Regions from separate parts of the Xenopus tropicalis genome. Here region 1 is linked to region 2. The links are chromatin contacts, called in public Hi-C maps. All regions are on one chromosome and are shown on one strand. The core of a region is the stretch at or near the end of the contact, and the rest is flanking DNA. Distances in the headings are between cores, read along the strand shown. Region 1 overlaps pou3f2 (POU class 3 homeobox 2). Region 2 holds the start of prdm13 (PR domain zinc finger protein 13).

Evidence for each region. A called contact is a pair of places that touch in the nucleus more often than the background predicts.
Region 1: a contact with region 2 is called in a Hi-C map of neurula embryo, with 2.4 times the contacts expected there. The contact joins the enhancer-like site here to the promoter of prdm13 in region 2. A contact is called at or near these places in 2 of 5 Hi-C or Micro-C datasets (gastrula embryo and neurula embryo).

Annotation. Positions count from the first base shown.
Region 1 is chr5:82,584,949-82,589,644 of UCB_Xtro_10.0, reverse strand. pou3f2 (POU class 3 homeobox 2) reads left to right here. Exons shown (of 1, transcript NM_001276377.1): 1 at 1-1,152. Among named protein-coding and RNA genes, the nearest start is that of pou3f2, 4.8 kb to the left of the region's middle. Within about 2 kb of position 2,569, at least 1 of the 11 cell types and tissues checked has an H3K27ac peak or open chromatin away from gene starts, as enhancers often do. A contact at or near this core is called in neurula embryo, where this site is marked.
Region 2 is chr5:81,995,399-82,000,165 of UCB_Xtro_10.0, reverse strand. prdm13 (PR domain zinc finger protein 13) reads left to right here and starts at 3,337. Exons shown (of 4, transcript XM_002932160.5): 1 at 3,337-3,615; 2 at 4,761-4,767. The coding sequence starts at 3,475.

The DNA of each region.
Region 1 (4,696 bases), core at 1,320-3,819, 590 kb before region 2:
AACTCTTTCATTGCAGCAGTGATTTGTTTAGTGCCAGATGGGCCTGACAGCGAAAGGGATTTTTTTTTTTGTTCCACATTTATTCCCCCTTCTAAATTTATCAGCTGTTGCGATTAAAAGCCCCTCTTTTATCCATTGTGGGAAAGAGTTCAGGATAAAGAAAACTCTCCCTTTCAAGCCCCCTCTCTCTCCTTCTCTATTGTCTATACACTGAATCCTCTGACATTATCTGTAAGGTAAACCCGTTAGTTCCCTGGTAAGAATGAGGTCTTAAAAAATGTAGAGTCTGGATGGCCTTCTTCCCTGCTAATAAAATCAAGGGATTTGCTAAATACCTCTTTCAGATTGGGTCACGCAGAACGCATTTCTTTCATTTTTCATTTTTATTTTTACATTCTCTTTGTTTTATTTTAACAGGTATATTGGTGCTTCAGAATTAATGGTCGTTTTTGAAAAGGTTGTTTAGTTCAGGTTATCATTCCTCCTGTGGATATTACTCAGGATATTTCCCAAGTGGTTCCAATGAGCAGGGGAACTAGTGATACACTCAAGCGCACACTCCACTAGCTGGGTAGATGCACTGCTCACTATTTATCAAAGAGAAACGAAAACATTTATCACAATTGCTTTCAAATGCAGTTTGGTGGTAGAAGTTTTCTGGAATACAATATCTGGTTTATTTGTGTTTGTTCAGAAGGAAGGTTTAATACACTGTAAAGTAACAAATAACAATGAAAACCCTTCTTGAGCTGCATGAAATGCTATAAATCGGCAAAAGTAATCTTTTTATGGGTGTCCCAACACTAAGCAGACGGTTTTTAAACTACTATACAACCCTAAAGAAATGTACATATGATAAAGATTTGTTTTTCAAAAATGCTCAAATAGTTTTAAGTCTCAGTTGTCTATTTTTCTTATTTTAATTTGTATTTTTATACATCCCAGGGAAAGGTTCCTGTTTAATTGTATATTTATTTCTCTGAAAGCAAAAATATTGACCTTTTTTCAGTTTTTTTTTGTAAATTTGGACGATAAGGTGATCTAAATCTATATGAAATGTATTTTTTTTTCTTCCCCAATGAGATTCTTTACACACTTTGCTTTGGTATATTTCGAATGTGCTCGTGGAGAAAATAAATTACAGACATCCTATATATTTATGTTAAAGTAATATTTTATTACAATATAAAATACGAACTAATTTAATCGTTTACTCTAGTTTGTGAAATATATATCTCATAAGTATGATTGTTTTTTTATTTATCATGTATTTTGGTTTAAAAGAAAAAGTTTAAACAGATAAATAGTGACAAAACTATCATTTTAGATTATTTGATTATTTAAAAATAGAAATTCATATTATATCCGACTAAGAAAATATTATTCAAAGCGGAAAAATCTTTCAATATTCTTAAATAGTAGAGCGTCTCTATTCATTAACATGAACAAATTACATGGCTCTTAGAACTGCTTTTCATGAAGGGATGAGTAATTGTTTACTCGTTTTTTTATTGTACATTTCTTCCTTTTTTGATAAATGTTTACTGTGATTGCCTGGTAGAGATGAACATTAACCTCCCCCAGGCTTTTGACATGCTTTTGTTTTACTTTTGATCTCCTGTTGTTAATGCAAAAACAGAAGACAAAAACAGCCAAAACCTGGGTTAACTAACCTTGCTTAAATTTCGAGAATAAAACGTTGCCCGGTTAAACCCCTGAGGAAAATATAGCAGAAATCTGTGTAAAGTCCCTGAAGAAGAAAAGAACGTTCTGTGGTTATTAGATCGGATCATCTTTTCTAACTTCTAGTCGATATTACACGAGTCCCAAACAGATTCAGCTAAATGATCTTATCAATATTCTAGGGGGAAAGTGTCAAGAAGAAGAAGTGTTTTGTGACCACAGACATGCTGATGGGGAAAATGTTTAAGCAGAGTATAGATCTGAGTGGTGTGGTCAATATCCCGACCGAACTGTCTGCAGCAACCAAGTCTCTTATGCCCTCTGCAGGACACTTCCCTGGGATGGAGAGAAGATAAGGGCTCATTTACCAGGGGTTTCCCTTTTGTTACCCACCAAGCTAAGGGCTGATGGTTCATTGCCTGTAGGTAGCAAGGCCTCTTTGCCGTCAGTCTTGTGTAGCAGCTGTTGGTGTGATAATGTGCGACTGCCAGAAAATGACAGTGTGTGCGCACCGCAGCTCCGCTGACCTTGGCTTTTTCATGAGCTCGACCCCTTAGAGAGATCTATCATTATTTTCAACATAAACCATTGTGAAAATGAAATGAGCTCGCAGTGCTCCGTGTGGGTGAGAATAAATAGGGCTGGAGATTCCCAGGCTTGGCCCCTCTCTGTACAGAGTATGTAAAGGTTCATCTCCTTCCCACTGCTGCCCATCAGCCCAAGGCCAAAGCGCAAGATCTTACTGGGCTCCATCCATCCCGGCAGGTGCAATATGTAGCAAGGGTCATGCATCATGTTTAACGCTGTCAGTGCCTGCAGCAGCTTGTTAGTAAACATAGGTCGTTTCCCATCACGCCTCTCTTGTGTGCATGAAGCGGCGCTAGGACCCCGATCCGCGGCTCCTCCTGGCTCCCTATTGCCCGGCAGGATTCCATTAGCTCATTGTGAGGCAATAACCCACGCCGGGAAGTGTTTGTATTGATGACTGCTAATTGTTCTCTCCCTTATCTAGTCAGTGCGGAGATGTGTAGGTTCCTGATCAAGCCACTAGTCTTAGTATGTCTTTATATGAATGCCAATGAACATGCAAATGATGATAATAATGTACAAATGGTCTGCCCATCCTAGACTTGGACATATTATTCCTTCATATTATCCTTACATTATTCATATTTACATTAATTTAGAATTTGCTATGTGTTATTTAGCATGATGCATTTACAATATTTCTACATTATAGAATGTAGAGTTAAAATAGATTTTATTTAATTGTTTTAAAGTACTTTATTACTTTTTGTGTTTGAAAGTGGTTCCAAGAAGCAGTCCATATTGGGCATGTAGAGGAGCACTGAAATAGCCAGAGCCATCTGATGCTCTCTGGGAGACAGGGTGCCTGTATGAGCCCAGTAAGATTTCCTTTGGTTGAATCGATAATTCTGGCCTGGACATGTGGCCATTAGCGTGTCCTTTTAAAAATAAAACTAATTTTGCATAAAAAAGTAAATTCTAATCTACTTTCCAATATACATTATTTTGTATAACGGCTTTAAACGCTATTTATAAATGTAAGCACAATTGCTAACAGTATTTTTCTGCCCCTTTTTCACTGCTCTGCCTGTTGAAACCACGTATTAAAAGCCAACCTTGGGTACTTTTCTTCACCAGTCTGTTCATCAGCTTGCTTTCGCTACAGTGTTTCAAGGATCAAAACCACTTCCCCTGTGAAAAAAAATGGAGGGGGCTGGAAGATATTTACTTTCGATCGTAGTTTCGATTTCCAATAACTGTAAACCCCGCGATTGATATTGATATATATTGGAAAGTTACTTTAGAACTACATTTTCTTAAACTGGGAAACATTGTATTTTGAGGATATACATCATGTTTTATTCTACTTCTAGGAAACAATTGCAATTAATAGATAATTGTAAGTACTTTTGTAAAGGTGATGATACTCGAAATTAGTGCAGTGCCAATATTTTACCCTGCAAAAGGGACATTTCTGGATTTGGAATGGGCAATTGAAAACATTTTCGTTCTGATTTATTTTCTCCCCAACCTAATCACCGTGCTATAGATTACTGTGTGTTTATTCGTCTTCAATTATGACCTGTTAATTTCTGTTGTGGTCATTCATTTATGTATGAAAAATCTGAAATTACATCCGGGGCGCTGCCCCCAAACACATGCTGGGGGGGATAGGGCAGCCTGGCATCTATATTAAATATCAATTATTTATACACTCCCTGTTCTGTTCTAACACCCAGTCAAGGGAATTATTTTCACAGCCCTGTATTACACCTTTCAATCATTTCCTTGTAGGAAAATAAAGAGGTTCTGCTGATACTAAATAATCTAATCCTTTCTAATAACCCACCAAAGTAATAATCTAATATACAAATTATATTTTCTCTCCACTTGGCACCACCGTTAATAATGTAAGAACTCTATTACCTGCAGGATTGTATGTATATGCTACAGCACGCATAGTGAATCTACATTAGGGTAATTGAGAATCACAGCAGCTGGGAACTGGTGGGAGTGAGGGGCTTCAGGCAAAGAGTCCTACTGTCACCAAATGGACTGCGAAAGGATCAGCAGTGGCGAACTGCACTAGTATACCTATAGGGATAGAAATGAAATCTATGCTTGGGGTTTAGCATGGTGCCAGCTTTGTTTTCCTGCATGCCACCTCTCCCCACCCATCTGCATGTTCCTGTGATTTGTACCAACGTATATAATTAGGGTACCCTGTCCTAATACCTGTTATATTCGATGCATGCTGCTTAAACCAAAGTGCTGAGGTGGGGGGCAATGCCATTGTTGACCCTTTGTAATAATGGTCACACCCACAAGTAAGTCTAGCCTTTGGTGGTGATGGTGTGTGTTTAAGGGGTAGGGGCATTATATTTTTAAGTCTAATTTATGCGCCAGTGGCTAGCCCCTGCCAATTAGCGGCTAATACTGTCACTTGGCAATGAGGACTAATGCAGCTCTAGCCTATGCAATACTG
Region 2 (4,767 bases), core at 2,088-4,587:
GCTGTAAATGATCCCTTCTAAACTACTTGGAGAAATAATATCTATTGTCTGTAATAATAATATCTATATCTATCATCTTCCTTTATCGTATCTATTATCTTTGTATCGATCTATCTGGAATATTTTGCAAGGGCAGATGTTACTTTTTTACCCCTGATGTTGCAAACCCTGTTTGACTCTCTTTCTCCCTCTCTCCCCTTATCCATTTCATTCTCTTTCTCACTCCATCTGTCTAATATCCTAACTCTACATAAAAACGCTCCACAAGTAGTTACTTTTCACCACCGATCTTAATACCTTGTCTGTCTAGCACCTACTACATTCCTTTCACTCATATGTATCCGTCTGTATCATCTATCTCATTGTCTATCTTTCGATCTGTACACAAACAGCCCTATAAATATTTACTTTTGACCTTCTTTACATGCACTAGCAGTCCAACTCCCCATGACTGTGCTGTTTGGCATTGCGCCTCTCAAGATGCCTGTTTCTTGGTTATATTAGAATACAACCTGTGCCAAGCTCTTACCTAGGGGCATAACCAGTTCAGTGGTGGTGGGCATGGCTCAGACTGCAGTCAATAAAACCCCTCTATCAAAGTTATCTTTATGCACAAGTTTCTTTCTGTTAACGAGGCTCCAGAAAGCCAAGCTGGAGTCTATAAACCCGCTAGTGGAACGTTTTGATTGAGCCCAAACATTGTCCACAAATAAAGCTGAAACCATGTCATTAATGTGTCTTTTTAATAAGGGACAATGCGGCCGTTCAAGCTATTTAATTTCATTTAATTTTCCATCCCATTTGCTCCAAACACTGCTCTTACTTTTAACACCCAGCCTTTCATGCTGCATCTTGCTCCACTGGGCACATTAGATTGGTTTCACCCTTTGCCTTTAAAGGAAGGAAAAATAAAAAGAAAAATGTGTTCTCTTTCCTTTTGTGGCCAATTTATTTCACTAGGGGAACGTTAACTCCTAAGTCACAGGACAGAATAATAAAAATGGGGTAGCTGGTGTGAATGGTCTCAGAGCAGGGGCTTTTCTTTTCTTGCTTGGATGGGAACCAGCCACAATTGCCCATATTAATAAATAACTTTGCTCACAGTCAGTCTTTACTTTGTCCTATTGAGAAAATTGTTCGCGTGTCGTTCACGCCTTTTGGAGAGTCCCCAAACTGAGCAGTAGGGGCACCTTTACCTTACAGTGCCAGCTAAGAATGGACAGGCCAGAGGTTACAGGGGCATGTTAAGGGCTTCAATTTATTGCCCCCTTTTTCATTACCTACCATTCATGGGGACGATCAAAGGGATTAATTCGTTTTTTTAACCAGCTTGGTGGAGCCTAGATTTCATAGAAGCGTCTCAGCCACAGTCCCATTATCTAGTGCAGGGTGATGCTTTCCTGATGTTTTCTGAACCACCTAGTCCTCTTCCGACTGGGTAGGAGTATATTTGTTCATGTCAACCCAGATACAGAGACACAAATATGCTCTATCCAACAGGGTATAACACAGAAGGGTTTAACATACTGGACAGGTTTCTCCAGCCTAAATTGTAACTTGTAAGCTTGTTTGCTGGGGATCTATAGGTTGCTGCAAAATGTTAGGAAAATTAGAAAACATAAATAAATAGAATTATGCTCGAAATTATCCTAACAGACAACTGTCAATAGAGAAACAAAATCTATCATCTATCTATCTATCTATCTATCTATCTATCTATCTATCATCTATCTATCTATCTATCTATCTATCTATCATCTATCTATCTATCTATCTATCTATCTATCTATCTATCTATCTATCATCTATCTATCTATCTATCTATCTATCTATCTATCTATCTATCTATCTATCTATCTATTATCTATCTATTATCTATCTATTATCTATCTATCTATCTATCATCTATCTTATCTATCTATCATCTATCTATCTATCTATCTATCTATCTATATATCTATCTATCATCTCATATAAGTTGCAGGAAAGATTCTAAATTGCAAGGTTTTTAGGGGGTCGGTATAAATCAAACTCCATGCATTAGATATACCAGAAGAACATGACAGCATTATTTCAGAATCAAAAACACTGCACCTAGTAACGCTCTAGTAATACAAGAAAAATGCAGTATCAAACGTTTATTTGTTGGACAAATCAATCTAAATGTGTCCAAAATTCAAAGGAGTGACGCTCGCAAATGTTTACTTTGCTGATCCCAAAAGGTGTACAGGGGTAGTGTAATTGGTGTTCAGATTATTTTCGGTGTTCAGTGCATGTCTGGGTGTCCATCTATGAACTGTGCCATGTACCTGTTTGTGGATCTATTGGTAAATATGGTAGCATGATTACCTATTTGAATAGAAATTAACGTAACGGTATGCTTACATGTATAGGAATAGGTTTACATGAATGGATAAATATATGTATGCTTGAACGTAGTCAGTACATAATTATTCTAGCATGTATGTAAAGTGCACATGCTGTGAGAATAAATGCTCATGTAATTAAGTGCGCATTCATTCTAATATATATATATACATGTATGTCAAGTTAGAATAAATTGGTCTAATAAATTGTTAAAATACTTAGGCATATTAAAATATTGTCAAATATTTTTGCCCCTTTGCAAAGTCAAATGTAGATGGAATAAAATATGTCGATTTTTTCTCAGAGAACCGTTAGTTAATTTTAAGGAAATGCTACTTTCTGTACCAAATATGTGATCTAAACTTCGACATAAGGGACATAAGAAGCCCCATGCAATAGTGGCTGTAGAAGGAGTTGTAGGTGCTGGTGGGGTTTTTTCCCATCAAGTACCTGCCTGAGTTTTGTTTGGCACACGCCAGGAATCAATAGGAGTTAACAAGTCCTCAAACATTCCTGGTCCCTTTGTTAAACAGCCTTTTGCAATAAAGCCAAGGGGAAGAGAATTAAAAATCTTTGAAGTATATTAAACCTCAAAAGAATCAGCCGAGTAGACCTAAAGAAGTCACTTATTTTGTAAAACTGGTTTGTCTGGGAAACAATAAGGAGAAGTAAAATTTATGGAGAAATTATACAGTGGATTTGTCACTTAAAATATCGTAACTGTCTAGGGGACAATACCCCATGCTGAGGATTAATGGTCCCCCTAGACCTTTGATTCACCAGAGTCTTTTCTTTGCCCTTGACAAATTGGATTTTTAGGAATGAGAAGGTCGCCTGGACCATTGTCTGGTTACCATTCATGGGAGTTGATTATGCAGGAGGCTTAGGGAAAGTCTCCATGTGACCCTCTTGGCTGAGATTGTGCAGCTGCTGGAGAAGCAAACTCTCTCACCAAAGTGGGAGCCCTAGAGCATCCCCTCCCGAGCCCATAGAAAAGCCAGGGAGAGTGCAAAGCAGCGTCACTGTGCAGGCGGAGATACGCCTGAGTGCTGTCCTCCCCTCTCTCTGCCTCTGTCACTGCCAACTACTGGGGGTCCTGCTGCCAGCATGCATTGCAACAGGGCTCTGGCCGTCAGCATCTACGCCGACAACTGCATCCCTGCCGGCCTGCGACTTGGTCCCATCATGGGCATCTTCAAACTAGGGAAGTACTTGTCAGATCGCAGGGAACCTGGACCCAAGAAAAAGGTATTTGACATTTGCAATGGCTATTGCTTATCCTAAAAGATGTACAGGGGTAGTGTATTTGGCTGCTGCAGCACATCAAATAGTAAACGAGGAAGGGATATATATATATATATATATATAGTTATATATTTTGCATATATATAGGTGTTCATGCTGTTTTAAATACATGTTTTGGTTTTTCACAAGAAATGTGATGCTGGTCTTTTTTTTGTAGTGTATATATATAGATATATATATTTATAGATATATATGAACATATATATATATATTCAGCATACTGTTTATATTTTGTTTTGGCTCTAAGAACTTATCCTTGCGTTATAGGGAAATATCGAACTCATTTTGGTAAATTTGTTCTTTAACTGTACACTTATAACGCATTTATGGTGACTAATATTTGTATGAACGAATTTTCCAATAGTAATATATCAGTGAGTTCTGGTAGGGAACCTTAATTATAGCCTTTTTCTGCCATATTATGAATTGTTTTTTCAAATGCTTTTCGTTTTGATTTATTTAATGCATTGTCGGATAATATGTATTTATTACTTTAATTGCCAATGTCCTGGACATATAAGTACTTTTTTTTATTTCTGTCGTTATCTACAAATAATTTAGTGACTGAGGGTAATATAGTGAAAACAAGTGCAGTGCACTGGTATATGAATAACTAATGGCAAAAACAGAAGCGTTATCAGTAAATAATGAGCAGAGCACACAAGGGGGGCTGGAAAAATCAATGGCTTTTGTCACACGTTCCGCTCCGATTTTTAATGTCTTTTAATTGTTTTTGAACGCTCTGCCAGACTTCTCAAATTTATTTCTCATCATCTGGCTCCATTGGGTTCTCACATTAGTCTGCATTGTTAAAGTGACTTTTATTACATGCCCATTCAACTATTTAAGCCTTAATATGCTCCTTTACTATATGGTCCCTTTGGGATGTGGTAATGATTGAAGTCACGCTGATAAAACTGGACAGTAGTGGTTAAATATTCAATAGTTTATTGCGCTGTATTGAAAAAAATAAACAAAAAAAACTTTCATCGATTTTTTTACACACACACAAACGTACACACATAACCCTCTATTTTTAACGATTACTCCTATACTGAGTGACAATTGAGCAATCTATTGGCTTTTAGGTGCGTT